2 separate regions of the Sus scrofa genome follow, and region 1 is linked to region 2. Evidence: chromatin contacts called from public HiChIP or PLAC-seq data. All regions are on one chromosome and are shown on one strand. Each heading gives the region's core, a stretch centred on a gene start, on an enhancer-like site or on the middle of the called end of the contact. The rest is flanking DNA. Distances are from core to core; before and after follow the strand shown. Region 1 overlaps M6PR (cation-dependent mannose-6-phosphate receptor). Region 2 overlaps LOC110260744 (a long non-coding RNA gene).

Region 1 (3,181 bases), core at 576-3,075, 390 kb before region 2:
TATTGGGGGCAGAAGTTGAAAGGAGTTGTCATTTTTGGTTTCTCTGCTCTGCCTCTAGCCTCAGCATTAACAAGGATGCTGCCCACACTCTACCCACATCCACACCCTTCCCCTACACACAAATTGTTTACTTCGTTTAGAAAGTAAACAGATGTTGAAGATGCCTGCTTAGTATCTGCAGAAAAGGGGAGGATGCTTTGAAGAGCTAGGTATTCTGAATCCCTGCTTCAATCAATTCATTGCTTTGACGATTGCCCCAGACCTGCTCTTTGGCGATGCTGAGGTGGGAGCTTTGTTGGGAATGCCTTTTAAAACTCTCAGCAGCTTGGAGTTCCCACCGTGGCTCATCAGAAACAAATCTGACTAGTGTCCATGAGGATGCAGATTTGATCGCTGGCCTGGCTCAGTGGGTTAAGGATCTGAGGTTACTGTGAGTGGCTCAGATCTGGCATTGCTGTGGTGGTGGCAGAGGCCAGCGGGTTACAGCTCTGATTTGACCCCTAGCCTGGGAACCTCCATTTGCAGCAAGTGGTGTGGCCCGAAAAGACAAAACAAAACAAAACACCTCTCAACAGCTTTGTTCTGCATGAGTTTTGTGTTACAGGTTTTGCTCTTGTTTCGCTGTCAAATACATCCTATTTACTCACCTTTTCTGATCTGTTCAGGAATCTTTTGAACTTTGTTGGTAATTTCTCAGTCCTGTTATGCATATATTCAATTTGCCATCTCGAAGCAGAATTCTTTCTTTTCTTTCTTTTTTTTTTTTTTTTTTTTTTGCTTTTTAGGGCCACACCCGGGGCATGGGGAGGTTCCCAGGCTAGGGGTCGAATCAGAGCTGTAGCCCCCGGCCTACACCAGAGCCACAGCAGCGCAGGATCCGAGCTGCATCTGCAACCTACACTACAGCTCACGGCAACGCCGGATCCTTAACCCACTGACCAAGGCCAGGGATTGAACCTGCAACCTCATGGTTCCTAGTCGGATTCGTTAACCACTGAGCCACGACGGGAACTCCTCAATAAATATTCTTTATAATTACTTCCCTTTCCCAACCACATAACCTAAGCCAGAGTCACACACTGCTGTTGGTCATTTTTCTTTATCTTTTTGATTTTGAAATTTCGAAAAGTACAAGTCTCTCATTTTGGAGATTGTCTCTTGTTTTGGGTTTATCTGGTGTTGCCTCATGAGTACATTTAGGTATGCATTTCTTTCTTTCTTTCTTTTTTTTTTTTTTTGGCTTTTTTTGCTATTTCTTGGGCCGCTCCTGCGGCATATGGAGGTTCCCAGACCAGGGGTCAAATCAGAGCTGTAGCCACCGGCCTACACCAGAGCCACAGCAACACGGGATCCGAGCTGCATCTGCAACCTACACCACAGCTCACGGCAACGCTGGATCGTTAACCCACTGAGCAAGGGCAGGGACCGAACCCGCAACCTCATGGTTCCTAGTCGGATTTGTTAACCACTGCGCCACGACAGGAACTCCTGCATTTCTTGATAGGGCTGAGAGAGAATGATGTGTCCTTGTATCAGTCAGGATCTAATTACAAGATACCGCGTGAGCGATTTTAAGGAAAAATTTAGTATAAAGAATTGTTTTTTAGTAAGAAAAAAAAATCAATTACTAAAAGGGATAAGAGAGCACTCCAATATATATACAAGTTGTACAGAAGTAGGACCTAAACAATGCAGCTACTACCTCAAGGGCTGAAGATCAGTTAACAAGGAAGCAGCTTAGAAACTTAAAGGAAGTGCTGCCTTTCCAACCACAGGGGAAAAGGTCAGACCTCTGAAGAAAGGGTGTGGTTCCTGTCACAGGAACATGCAGTCACTGAGGAGGTGACAAAAAGATTGCTGGAGGATATGGGTCACTGTTGAACTGGCAGTGGGAACCTATTCATGGTGGCTTCTTTGTCCTTTTGACTTGTTCCTATCATTTTTTGAGAAGTTCTTTACTTTTGGGCACGTAGATGTTCCATGTGGATCATACTTTTCTTCTTCTTCTTTTTTGCTTTTTAGGGCCGCACCTGGGGCATATGGAGGTTCCCAGGTCAGGGGTCGAATTGGAGTTACAGCTGCGACCTATACCACAGCCACAGCAATGCAGGATCCGGGACGCATCTGGGACCTACACCACAGCTCATGGCGACACCAGATCCTCAGCCCACTGAGCAAGGCCAGGGATCGAACCTGCAACCTCGTGGTTCCTAGTCAGATTTGTTTCTGCTGTGCCACAATGGGAACTCCTGTATCATACTTTTCTTATCCTAGAATCAGTTATATCTCAAAGAAGGCCTGGTTCCTTTTAGTGGAGAAAAGTATTGGGAAACCAAGATATGACTACCGGGTGTGTTTATTACTACTTGTGTGTCATTACTTGGTCCCTCTCAGCAGATAGTTAGGAAATCTATATACCTCTTCAAGAGTGGGGAATCATGAGTTCCCACTGTGGCACAGGAGAAAAGAATCTGACTAGGAACCATGAGGTTGTGGGTTCGATCCCTGGCCCCTCTCAGTGGGTTAAAGATCTGGTGTTGCCGAGAGCTGTGGTGTAGGTCACAGACTCGGCTCGGATCCTGCGTTGCTGTGGTTCTGGTGTAGGCTGGCAGCTGTAGCTCCAATTAGACCCCTAGCCTGGGAACCTCCATATGCTGCGAGTCCGGCCCTAAAAAGCCAAAAAAAAAAAAAAAAAAAATGGTGGGGAATATGGTGGGGAGTCAGCTCCCACCATATTCAATACATTATATGTTTTTTTCACACCTGAGAAATTACAGGAAGTAGTTTTACAGCTGGCAAAGCAAGCCTACTAATTAGAAGTCAATGTTCGTTTAAACTTTTATTTTTTTGTTGTGGGGTAAAATATAAATCATGAAATTCATAACTCTTAAGTATACAGTGCAGTGAGTCTTGACAAATGTGTCATAACCATAACCACCCTCAAATCATTTCGCAGATTTTCATCACCCAAGAAAATTTCCTCATACCCTTTTTCCAGTCATTTCTCCTAGTCCTAGAGGCAACTATTGCTCTGAAATTTTCACCATAGATTAATTTTGTCTATTCTAGAATTTCATAGAAAGCTGAGTTATGTACCATGTTTGGTTTCTTTCACTCAGTGTAAAGTCCATAAGTTTCTGTGTTGCACATATCTGAAGCAGGGTTGGTATGTTATTATTTT
Region 2 (3,438 bases), core at 933-3,432:
TCCTGCCTCAAGGATGTCACGGGGTGAAGATAAAAGCTACTTGCAGTAGAGCTGAGAGCCAAGTTCCTTTCAAGGCGTTATCAACATAGGACTGGGAGAGTACAGACAGAAGGCCCATGTGAAGAGGAAGTCACATTGCATTAGAGAACCAACAGGAAAGTTGTCTTAAACTTGCAAAAAAAAAAAAAAAAAAAAGAGCAAAACCAAACTCTCAGTTTTTCTAGTAACAGAATACAAGCAATTTTCTGACTGTCTTTTTGATAGAAAAATGTCTTTTAATATTTCTGCTAATTGGCCCTTTTGATGCCCAGGAGGTAAAATTTCATTACACCCCTATGTGATAGGTCCATGGAGCTGAAAAGCCTTCAGGGCATACTGGATTTCCTCACAGGTATGGGACAGGAAGACACGGAATTTTGTATCAGAGAAATATGGGATTAGGTTATTTGGGAAAGGAGGTTATGAGGAAGTTACTTTCCTTCCTTCTCCCTGAAAATCCACTTCTGTCCTCACTTGCCAGTTTTTCTCTCATCACAATACAACAATAAAACAGAACCAGCCTGAGTGAGGAGACAGAAACCTAGCTGCCACTACTCAGAGAGTCCCCCTCCACTCCCTGCACACTTCCAACCAAGTCTCAGATCCCCTTTTCTGGTTAACACCTACTTAGTTTAAATTCACCTCAGGCTTCATCTTCTCAGGTAAGTGCATATGGACCCTCTGGTGTCTGCACTTTGAGTGGAGGGACCTGTCACTTTTGTTCCCCAGGAGCCCCAAAGAGTAACGAATTCATCATTGCTCAATAAATGACTCCGAATACCCTGCTTAAGATGGGTTATTATTTGTTTTTTCTACATCACAAAAAAGAATCCCATAAAAATATAATTACCAAGAAAATTCCTGTTCTGATTAGTTAAATAAAAATCAGATATTTAAGTCCTCACCCTCTGGATCCTGGATCCAAAGCAGTATGTTTTTCTTTACAAATTGTTTTGCTTTGTGCTTATGTTTCACTTTTCTCTGAAAACCATTCGTGTGTGTCTTGATAAAATCCAAATGATAATGAGAAGAATGGCCGCATGGTGCACCTTGAGGAAAATTGGGGAAATGTTGACGTTTTTCTGTTGTCCTTTAGCACTGTTTGCTTAGTGTTTTACTTCCCAGTTTCTTTTTGTTTGTTTGTTTGTTTGGGGCCACCCCCGTGGCATATGGAAGTTCCCAGGCTAGGGGTCAAATCAGAGCCACAGCTGCTGACCTACGCCACAGCCACAGCAACTTGGGATCTGAGCCATGTCTGTGACCGATGCTGCAGCGTGTGGCAATGACAGATCCTTAATCGACTGAGCAGGATCTGGGATAGAACCTGCAACCTCATGCATATTAGTCAGGTTCATTGCCACGAACCTGGGATTGAACCCACATCCTCAGGTTCAATTAGTCAGGTTCTTAACCCTGCTGTGCTGAGCCACAATGGGAACTCCTACTTCTCCATTTCTAGTACCACTTTGAAACTCTTGACGTGCCAGGCCTGCCTCTGCTCTCCTCTACCTGGTCCACTCTTTTCAACATTGCTGTCCATCTGCATCAGACAGGTCTCCATCATTGACCCTTCCATCCAAACTCATTTGTCTCATTACCTAAGAGCCTGGCTCTCTGGAGAAAATAAAACAGCCAATGGTTTCATGTTAGCTGACTGAATCTCTACGTAAGTTGAGAAAAAGCAGGGCTGGAGTTCCTCAGTGGCTCAGCAGATTAAGGATCAGGGGTGGTCACTGCTGTGGCATGGATCTGAGACATATTAGGTTTTGAGTTCTGAGCAGAGAAATGATGGAGACAGATTAGGTTTTGAGTTCTGAGCAGAGAAATGATGGAGACAGATTAGGTTTTGAGTTCTGAGCAGAGAAATGATGCAGACAGATTAGGTTTTGAGTTCTGAGCAGAGAAATGATGCAAGGCGGGGAGGGGGAAGTCCCCACAGCGCTTTGCATTCTCATGGGAACCTGAGGCACCAGGCTGAGCTGTGAAGCTTCCACTTCTTCCTCTGGCTTGGAAGCCGAGAGCAGGCAGATGCCAGGAGGGATGAGTAGGAGCAGGGGGAGGGACACGCAGATACCAGTAGGCTGAAGGGCCTCTGAGTACCACAGCACAGAAGGTTCTAACCTCTGCCCCTGGGAACTCTGCCCTCAGCCACCACAGAGAAAGAAAAAGAGAGAAACAGAGAGAAAACCTAAAGCAGCACTTCTCTAGCCGAGAACTGTTGTGGCTAACAGTTTTGTAAAATCTCCTTTGATCATGAAACAGGAAGCAAGCTTGGTCAGGATGTTGACTTATAAGAAAACTTTTTTCATCCCATGTTTTAGAGTTTGATTAACATAGAGTTGACTTACAAGATGGTGATAATTTCTGCTGTACAACAAAGTGATGCAGTTATACATGCACACATATCCATTCTCTTTCAGATTCTTTTCTCACATAGATGATCACAGAATATTGGGTAGAGGTCTCTGTGCTATACAGCAGGTCCCCTTTGGCCAGTCAATTCTCATATACCTCAGTGTGCATATGCTCATCCCAAACCCAAAGGCCATCCCTCTCTACTCCTCCCTTATAATTTTTTAAGTGAAAAAACCATAATTTTTTCAAATTCTGTGGGTCTGTTTCTGTTCTGCAAATAAGTTCATTTATATCCTTTTTCTAGATTCCACATGTAAGTGATATCACATGATGTTTGTCTTTCACTGTCTAACTTTACTTAATATGATAATCTCTAGGTCTATCCACGTTGCTGAAAACGGCATCATTGCATTCTTTCTTCTGGCTGAGTAATATTGTACTGTATGTATGTACCACATCTTTACCCACTCCTCTGTTTATGGACATTTAAGTTGCTTCTATGTCTTTGCTATTGTAAATAGTGCTGCAGTGAATGTTGGGCACATGTAACTTTTTGAATTATAGTTTTCTCCAGATAGATGTCCAGGAGTGGGATTACAGGGTCAAATTTATTTTTAGTGTTTTGAGGAACCTCCACACTGTTTTCCATAATGGCTGTACCAGTGTATATTACCACCAAGAGTGTAGGAGGGTTCCCTTTTCTCCATACCCACTCCAGGATTTATGGTTTGTAGATTTTTTGATGATGGCCATACTGGCTGGTGAAAGGTGGTACATCACAGCAGTTTTGATTTGTTATCACTAGTAATTAGCCATGTTGAGAATCTTTTCATATGTTTTTGGCCACCTGTATGTCTTCTTTGGAGAAATGTGTATTTAGATCTTTTGCCCCCCCGCCTTTTTGTCTTTTTAGGGCCATATGCATGCCACATGGAAGTTCCAAGGCTAGGGGTCAAATTGGAGCTGTAGCTGCCAGCCTATGCCACAGCCACAGCAATGTCAGATCCAAGCCACATCTGCAACCTCCATCACAGCTCAAGGCAG

The links. HiChIP or PLAC-seq counts read pairs in DNA pulled down with a chosen protein or histone mark.
Region 1: an H3K27ac HiChIP or PLAC-seq map of alveolar macrophages shows a contact between it and region 2. The contact joins two enhancer-like sites. A contact is called at or near these places in 5 of 47 Hi-C or Micro-C datasets (embryonic fibroblasts, epiblast stem cells, heart right ventricle and 2 more) and 1 of 2 datasets of contacts at active chromatin or transcription factors (alveolar macrophages).

The regions. Positions count from the first base shown.
Region 1 is chr5:62,541,040-62,544,220 of Sscrofa11.1, reverse strand. All of the region lies in intron 1 of M6PR (cation-dependent mannose-6-phosphate receptor), which reads right to left. Among named protein-coding and RNA genes, the nearest start is that of M6PR, 4.9 kb to the right of the region's middle. Within about 2 kb of position 1,825, at least 4 of the 83 cell types and tissues checked have an H3K27ac peak or open chromatin away from gene starts, as enhancers often do. A contact at or near this core is called in alveolar macrophages, where this site is marked.
Region 2 is chr5:62,148,540-62,151,977 of Sscrofa11.1, reverse strand. LOC110260744 (a long non-coding RNA gene) reads left to right here. Exons shown (of 2, transcript XR_002344112.1): 2 at 1-222. Among named protein-coding and RNA genes, the nearest start is that of CD69, 72 kb to the right of the region's middle. Within about 2 kb of position 2,182, at least 21 of the 83 cell types and tissues checked have an H3K27ac peak or open chromatin away from gene starts, as enhancers often do. A contact at or near this core is called in alveolar macrophages, where this site is marked.